Regions from separate parts of the Triticum aestivum genome. Here region 1 is linked to region 2. Evidence: chromatin contacts called from public Hi-C data. All regions are on one chromosome and are shown on one strand. Each heading gives the region's core, a stretch centred on a gene start, on an enhancer-like site or on the middle of the called end of the contact. The rest is flanking DNA. Distances are from core to core; before and after follow the strand shown. Region 1 holds the start of LOC123123128 (probable glutamate carboxypeptidase PLA3). Region 2 has its middle 11 kb from the start of LOC123123126.

Region 1 (3,714 bases), core at 967-3,466, 52 kb after region 2:
CACGCTCCATCGCCCGGTGGTCCACCTCATCGAACGCGCGCTCATGGCGGATGTGGTCATTAGCGTTCGATTAGACATGCCAATCACTGAAACAATCACTGACCAGTAACACCTAACCAATCACTGATTATCTGAAGATGAGATCTTTGCTCAATTTCGGATAAAAAATGCCCAAACTAGCTCACATCGTTCATGTTGTACTCCCTCCTCATAATGTAGTTCGTATATTTTTTGAGAATCAAACTTTATAGATTTTGACCAAGTTCATATGGAAAAAAAATATAGATCAAGAATACCAAATACATATCCTCGGATACATCACAAGACGTACTTTCATATTGTATATATTTGTATTGTAGATATAAATAATTTTCCTTATAAACTTGATCAAAGTTTATGGAGTTTAACTTTTCAGAATATCTATAAGTACTACTCGCCGCCGGCTAGCCTACCGGACTAGTGGCATCAGTGGTCAAAAGTAAACTGCCTCAGCCAAGTTCATAGCCCCATCGCCGCATGGCGTCCTCCTCCCCTCCGCACGTCGTGGAGGATATGCGCCCTTTCCTCCAGCTCCTCAGCGACGGCACGGTGATTCGTTTCCCGGACTACAACCCGCTCCCTTCCCCGTCCCCGCCGCCCGACCAGCCCGTTGTCGAGTGGAAGGACGTCGTGTACGACGCCGACCACAACCTCAAGCTCCGCGTGTACAAGCCACCGGCGGCCTCCTGTGGCGAGAAGCTCCCGGTGCTTGCCTACTTCCACGGCGGCGGGTACTTCATGGGCAGCTTCGAGATGCCCAACTTCCACGCCTGCTGCCTCCGCCTCGCCGGCGAGATCCCGGCCGTGGTGCTGTCCGCGGACTACCGCCTCGCCCCGGAGCATCGCCTCCCCGCGGCCCTCGACGACGCGGCGACCTTCCTGTCCTGGGTGCGCGGGCAGGCGGCGGCCGAGAGCGCCGACCCCTGGCTCGCGGGGTCGGCGGATTTGAGCCGGGTGTTCGTTTGCGGCGACTCGGCCGGCGGGAACATCGTCCACCACATGTCCGTCCGTCTCGGGCTGGGCAGCCTCAGCCTCGACCCCGCGCGCGTCGCCGGGTGCGCGATGCTCTGCCCGCTGTTCGGCGGGGCGCCGGCGTGCGACCAGCTGTGGCGCCTGGCGCTGCCGCCGGAGTCCACGAGGAACCGCGACCACCCGCTGGCCAACCCATTCGCGCCCGGGGGCCCGGCGCTGGACGGCGTCGTGCTCCCGCCGATGCTCGTGGTGGCCGCCGAGCGCGACCAGCTGCGCGGCCCAACCGCGGACTACGTCGCGAGGTTGAAGGCGATGGGGAAGCCGGTGGAGCTCGTGGAGTTCGAGGGGCAGGACCACGGGTTCTTCGTCATCGAGCCGTACGGCGACGCCGGAAGCGGCGTGGTCCGGGCCGTCAAGCGATTTGTGTGCGACGACGGCTAGACCCGTGGTCCGGTTTTACAGTTCTCTCCTGGGTTTTGCGATTCAGTTACGAAACTTCTACTACTATCTCTCTTTGTTTTACTACTACTACTAAAACATGTGAAAGAAGATTCTACTCCCAGTAGCTTTACATGGAGACACACAGGCACTGCTGTGAGGAGTTCCTTCCGTGAGAGGTGTATGCAAAATTGCAAATGCAATGCAGTGCAAGATGCAAAACACAACTATTCACCTCACAGCCTCTGCTAGCCAGAGTCTCATCCAAAGTGACATAAAGCACATGCCCATGGATAAAGGACGAGCACGCACACACACCTTTGTTCGCCGCGAGACGACAACCAGCACGTCCCATTCTTCCACGTGCGATGCCCTATCGGTCTACAGGGCAGGCACCGAGAGCATCCGAAAGCCCAAAACGCACCGACCTGCCTGCCACAGCCCACAGGTGCGCCGGTCGCTGTCCTCTGTCCGTGCCCCGCTCCCTCTCGGCAGTCGGCACGTCGCAAAGGGAGCTCGCTCGCGGGCGGCGGGGCGACAGCCCGCGCCCCCACACACATCGCTAGTGGGCCGAGGTGCGCCGCGCACCGCCCCGGCCGGCCAATCGGCGCAGCGCAGCCGGCCCCGCCGCCGGCACTCGCTCCGAGTGGAAGCTCCCCGGGACCCCCGCTCGTAGTAAAGCCTAGTACTCGTACGTTACGCACGTACTCTTACTTATCTGAAGAAACGGCAATGGCGAGAGCATGCATCTTCCCATCCACAACGTACTCCTACGTATAGGACCACCAGTATACTGTAGTAAGTAGAGTACAGGGTACTGCGATGGCGAGCCGCGCTAAAGTTGGTAACGGCCCCCTTTCCATGGCCGTAAAAGCCGCGCACGGGTGGTGGGCGCGCCCCCGAAGCCCGCTGGTGTTCCGAGCCCCCACACGCTCAGGCTCAGCCGCCGCGAAATGCCGCACGCCTCCTCGCCGTCTTCCTCGCCGCGGCCACTCCGCCTCGCGCGCCTCCTCCTGCCCTTCGGCCTGCTGCTCCTCGTCTCGCTGCTCGTGCTCCACGGCCGCCCGCCGGGGACCCGCCCCGGCCAATCCGGCACCGACCCTGCCGCGCTCTTCCTCTCGCTCTCCCCGGGGGCCAACGCCAGCATCGCCGCCGACCTGCTCACTCTCACGTCGGGGCCGCACCTCGCGGGCACGCCCGGGGCGGCGGGCGTGGCCGCGTACGTGCTCTCACGGCTCCGCGCCGCGGGGTTAAGGACGCTGACCCGCGAGTACGCACCGCTGCTCTCGTACCGGGCGCACGCCTCACTCGCGCTGCTCGCCGCCGACCGGTCCCTCCTGGCGCACCTGTCGACGGACGAGCCGGCGGACCCGGGCCGCCGCGTCGTGCGGCCCTACCACGCGTATGCTCCCTCCGGTGCGGCCGTGGCGGAGGCGGTGTTCGTCAACCTGGGCCGCGAGGAGGACCTCGCCGCGCTCGACCGGCTCGGGGTGTCCCTCCGCGGCCGCGTCGCCGTGGCGGTCCGCGGGGGCGGGTACCGCGGCGGGGTGGTGGCGCGCGCCGCGGGGAGGGGCGCCGTCGCAGTGCTCATCGCCGGCCGCGCGGACGGCGGCGTCGAGAGGGGCACAGTCCTCCTGGGGGGCCCCGGCGACCCGCTCACGCCCGGCTGGGCCGCGGCGGACGGCGCGGAGCGGCTAGGGTTCGACCACGAGGCGGTCCGGCGGCGGTTCCCGACGATCCCGTCCATGCCGGTGTCGGCCGACACGGCCTCGGCCATCGTGCGGAGCCTGGGCGGGCCGGCCTTGCCGGCGGAGTGGCGCGCGGGGCTCGGGCTCGAGGGCCACGCCGGCGGCGTCGGACCAGGCCCCACGCTGGTCAACTTCACCTACCAGGTATTCAGGTGTACATAGGCATTGGTTTGGTATTTTGCTGTCGCCATGTACAGACAGAGGCGGACAAGAAGGACGCGAAAACGGGAAATTCCGTCGACCGACCACCTGAATTTTGGGGTTTCCATAGATAGGCTGCTAATTTGACCCATTTTTGTTAGGAACTCACCGAGGTTGACGTTTGCTTAATCTGGTAGAGTGTGTGGTCTGTGGCCTGCATCTGTATTGTACATTTGTACTACTGCTACTACCAAATTTAAGCAGGGAATTACAGTGACTCATGTCGTTGTCGACCTCACTATTTGGGATATGGTTCCAGCGGTCCTTGCATCTTTTGATCTTTTTCCATGGCAAAGCAAAGACTGTGTCAAATAGC
Region 2 (3,539 bases), core at 1,000-3,499:
GAAGTCCGTGAAATAATATCAACTGGGAAGCTTACAAGAAACCCTCATTGCTATATTGGGGCGTGGTATGATTTTCAAAGTCTGACAAACAAACCCAGTTCTAGAAAGCAGCCAGTTTACCTTAGCAATTTGCATCTAGGATTGCTCAGCACTAGGTTGCGGTGCATTGTACCTCCAATTAGAGATAGTGCCAAATGAGCCAGCATCAGCCTGCAGGTCACATGACAAGTATGGTTGAATAAATGGATGCACAACTAAATGTGAAGTCCTAACCATAAAAAAGATATCACAGTACCTCTACAAGAACATCACTTATCAACTGCTCAGCTGTGCTTATCTGGTGATCAACCAATCTTGTCTGTGACCTGGGTTGAACATCCATGTCCCTTGTAACTTGGATCTTTGCCCCTGACTGAAGTTGGATATGTTGTATAGTTTCTCCAGCTTTTCCAATGATAACACCAATCTAAAAGAAGTTACGAAAATTAAGTTAGCAGAGCAAAAAAACTGCACTCATGCAACCTTGTATCAACTGCAAGAATGCAGAAACCAAACGAGTAAACTCCCAAGTAGCATACCTTCCATTTGGGATATCAATCTTTTTTGTGGTACTACCACTCTGGTATCCACCACCATATGAATAATACTGATGTGTGTTTCCTTGAGAAGATAAGGGTGGGATGGAAGAACCATGGCCTGGAAACAAAACAACAACTCATTATATTACTGATAGCTGCAGATCTGTTGAGTGAGAAGAACAACCTTCATGTGGACAACATAAAACAGGACAATAATGTCAGTACATAAGTAACAAACTAATAACATTCAGAGCTGACTGAAAATATTACTGGAAATCACATCATTTATGTACTACATGAGATAATCAAATATTTGGCTCTGTGCCGATAGACAATCATCAATGCAGTGTGTTACCGCTTTTTGCATGTTAAAAAGGAACCACAGAAACTATTGTCATTTGTTGCATCTAGCGGACAGGGGCCAGTTCCACGAGACATTTGAATAAAATATTACATCATATAGCAGAATCAAACTATATATGGATACTATTGATCACCTACACAAATATATTTGCCAGAATTATTAACAAACTCTACTAGCCATCCTTATAAGCCCGTAATAATATTGGAGCTCATTATATGGAGATCTAAACTTCCTACCGAGGATAAAGGAATTGCTAGGTGTTTTCTTGTTGCCTACATCCTAGAAAGGTTAAGCTTCGCCTAGGCGGGCTATTTTCTTCCACTGCTTTCTAAACATATCGCTAAATCGCATGGACCGCATAGCAGTACTCAGCAGCTAAGGCTCACTTGGCGGCGGGAGAGAGAAAAGGGAGAGGATGACGGGTGGGAGCCAGCTGTGTAGTATGTATATGTATAAATTTCATGTAGATTTGATGAGGAACTAGAGACACTAGCTTTTGACTTGGGTTGGGTTTGATTTGTGGGGTACGGACAACGGCAGCAACCATGTCAATGGTTTATTTTGCAGAATCTATATGATGGTTTGAATTAGTTGGGTTCGGTTCATAATGGAAAGCTGCCAATGTTTTTTTTTTCAATGTATGCATGATGAATTTATCAAATTCAATGTGTGTGCGGTGGATTTAGCTCAATGTGTGTGTACGGCGTGCTTGCGGGCAAAGTGTTCAATGAATTGCGTGAACCAAATGTCAATTATAGGGATTAAAGTTTAGGAAATCTGCTAGAGATGCTCTAAGATGTTCATATTATTCCAATCCTATGCCCAATGCATACAAACAACTAAGAAACTATAACAAGATTGTGATGCAAACGCGAGATGAGATGAGACGAGACGAGGAGTGGGACGCGGGACCTGCGGGAAGAGGCGGGCGACGTAGAAGCCCTGCGAGAGGAGGGCCAGGAGGCGCTTGAGCGTCGACCTGCTCGCCGTCGAAGCGGGAGTCGAGGAGCGCTGGGATGGCGGCGGCGTCCGGGTCGTCGTAGAGATGCTCGTCCGCCCCACCACCCACGAAGCTGCCGCGCCGCTGGGCCGTCCGAACATCCCCGAACCAGTCTCTCTCTATATTCTGTAGGCCGGCTTGCAGTGCCCCGGCTCCCTCGTCGAACGCGGCGGCGGCGATCTGGGCGGCCGTCCCGTTCCGCCGCCTATGTAAGAGAGAGACACGGGAGCGTTTCCCGGTCCGTGTCCGTCTCGTTCAGGGGAGCAGGATGGGTACACATGGAGCGGGCCAAACTTACGTGTAACCTGGGCCGTTCGCGAGAGGAACTGGGCCGTATTTTCGGTGGGACTGATCCGCACACGCACACAGCGAGCAGAAGTACCCGGCCCAACTTCGCTCTTTTTCTCGCTCGCTTCGCCCGCTCTCTCTCGTTCGGCCTCATGCTTCGCCTGTTAGTTTTTTGTGTGTGTGTGTTTGCTGGTCTGGTAGGGAAAAAACCGGCTGGTTTTAATACAGTTTAAAATAATTGTGAAATCAAAAATAGTTTACTGATTTTGAAAAGATGTAACACCCCGGATGTAACTTGCCATATTTGTAACTCCAACTCTTGCCATTTTCGGCTATGTGCTATGATATTCCTTTCGTGGTCCGTTCTGTTTGTCGTTTTGCATTTTGTTCATGTCATGCATTTTATATCATGTCATCATGTACATTGCATTTGCATACGTGTTCGTCTTATGTATCCGAGCATTTTCCCCGTTGTCCGTTTTGCAATCCGGCGCTCCCATCTCCTCCGGTGCACCCCTCTTGTTTTCTTTCGTGAGCGGGTGTCAAACTTTCTCGGAATGGAACGAGGCTTGTCAAGTGGCCTTAGTATACCACCGGTAGACCATCGGTCAAGTTTCGTTCCATTTGGAGGTCGTTTGGTACTCCAACGGTTAACCGGGCATCCGCAAAGTCCATTTGTGTGTTCCAGCAAAAAACCCCTAAAAACCAGCCCAAAACCCACCAAACTCTCTTCCATGCTCTAGGTCGTTCGATCACGATCGTGTGGGCGAAAATCGCACCTCATTTGGACTCTCCTAGCTCCCTCTAGCTATATAAGTGCATCCCCTCCCGTATACATTCGCAGTCCAACCCTAACTTCGTCCCCTCCGCGCCGCCGGACAAAAACTGCCACCGACAGACATGTCCGCTCCGCCGCCCCGACCAACCACAGCGTGACACGTCACCGCCGCCGTCCCCGCGCCGCCGCGGCCGATGCCTCCCCCGCGAGCCCGCGCGCCGCCGCGGCTCCCCGCCGCCCGCCGGCCGGCGCCGCCTCGTCGCCGCACCACCGCCGCGCGCCACGCCCGTCGCCGCCCGCACCTCGCCGTCCGGCCACGCCGCCGCCCGGGCGCCGCCCCTCTTCTCCGCCGCCGCCGCGCCTCCTCCCCTCCGTCGTCGGCCGCCGGCCCTCTCCCGCCGCCCGTCCTCTCTGGCGAGCCGCCCGCGCCGCCGCTTCGGGAGCCCGAGCCCTCGATCTGGATCCAGGTTGACCGAAGGTTGACCCAAGATTCCCCCCGATTATTCCAAGTCTTTTCCTGTTACAGCATTT

What was found. Hi-C and Micro-C count contacts between places; a contact is called where the count stands out from the background.
Region 1: a Hi-C map of leaf shows a contact between it and region 2, with 2.8 times the contacts expected there. The contact joins the promoter of LOC123123128 here to the enhancer-like site in region 2. A contact is called at or near these places in 3 of 5 Hi-C or Micro-C datasets (all in leaf).

What each region holds. Positions count from the first base shown.
Region 1 is chr5D:493,522,997-493,526,710 of IWGSC CS RefSeq v2.1, forward strand. It overlaps LOC123123128 (probable glutamate carboxypeptidase PLA3), which reads left to right and starts at 2,217. Exons shown (of 10, transcript XM_044543579.1): 1 at 2,217-3,341. The coding sequence starts at 2,403. LOC123125691 (probable carboxylesterase 15) reads left to right here and starts at 315. Exons shown (of 1, transcript XM_044546164.1): 1 at 315-1,548. The coding sequence starts at 517. The coding sequence ends at 1,452.
Region 2 is chr5D:493,471,317-493,474,855 of IWGSC CS RefSeq v2.1, forward strand. It overlaps the pseudogene LOC123120980. Among protein-coding and RNA genes, the nearest start is that of LOC123123126, 11 kb to the left of the region's middle. Within about 2 kb of position 2,250, at least 7 of the 8 cell types and tissues checked have an H3K27ac peak or open chromatin away from gene starts, as enhancers often do. A contact at or near this core is called in leaf, where this site is marked.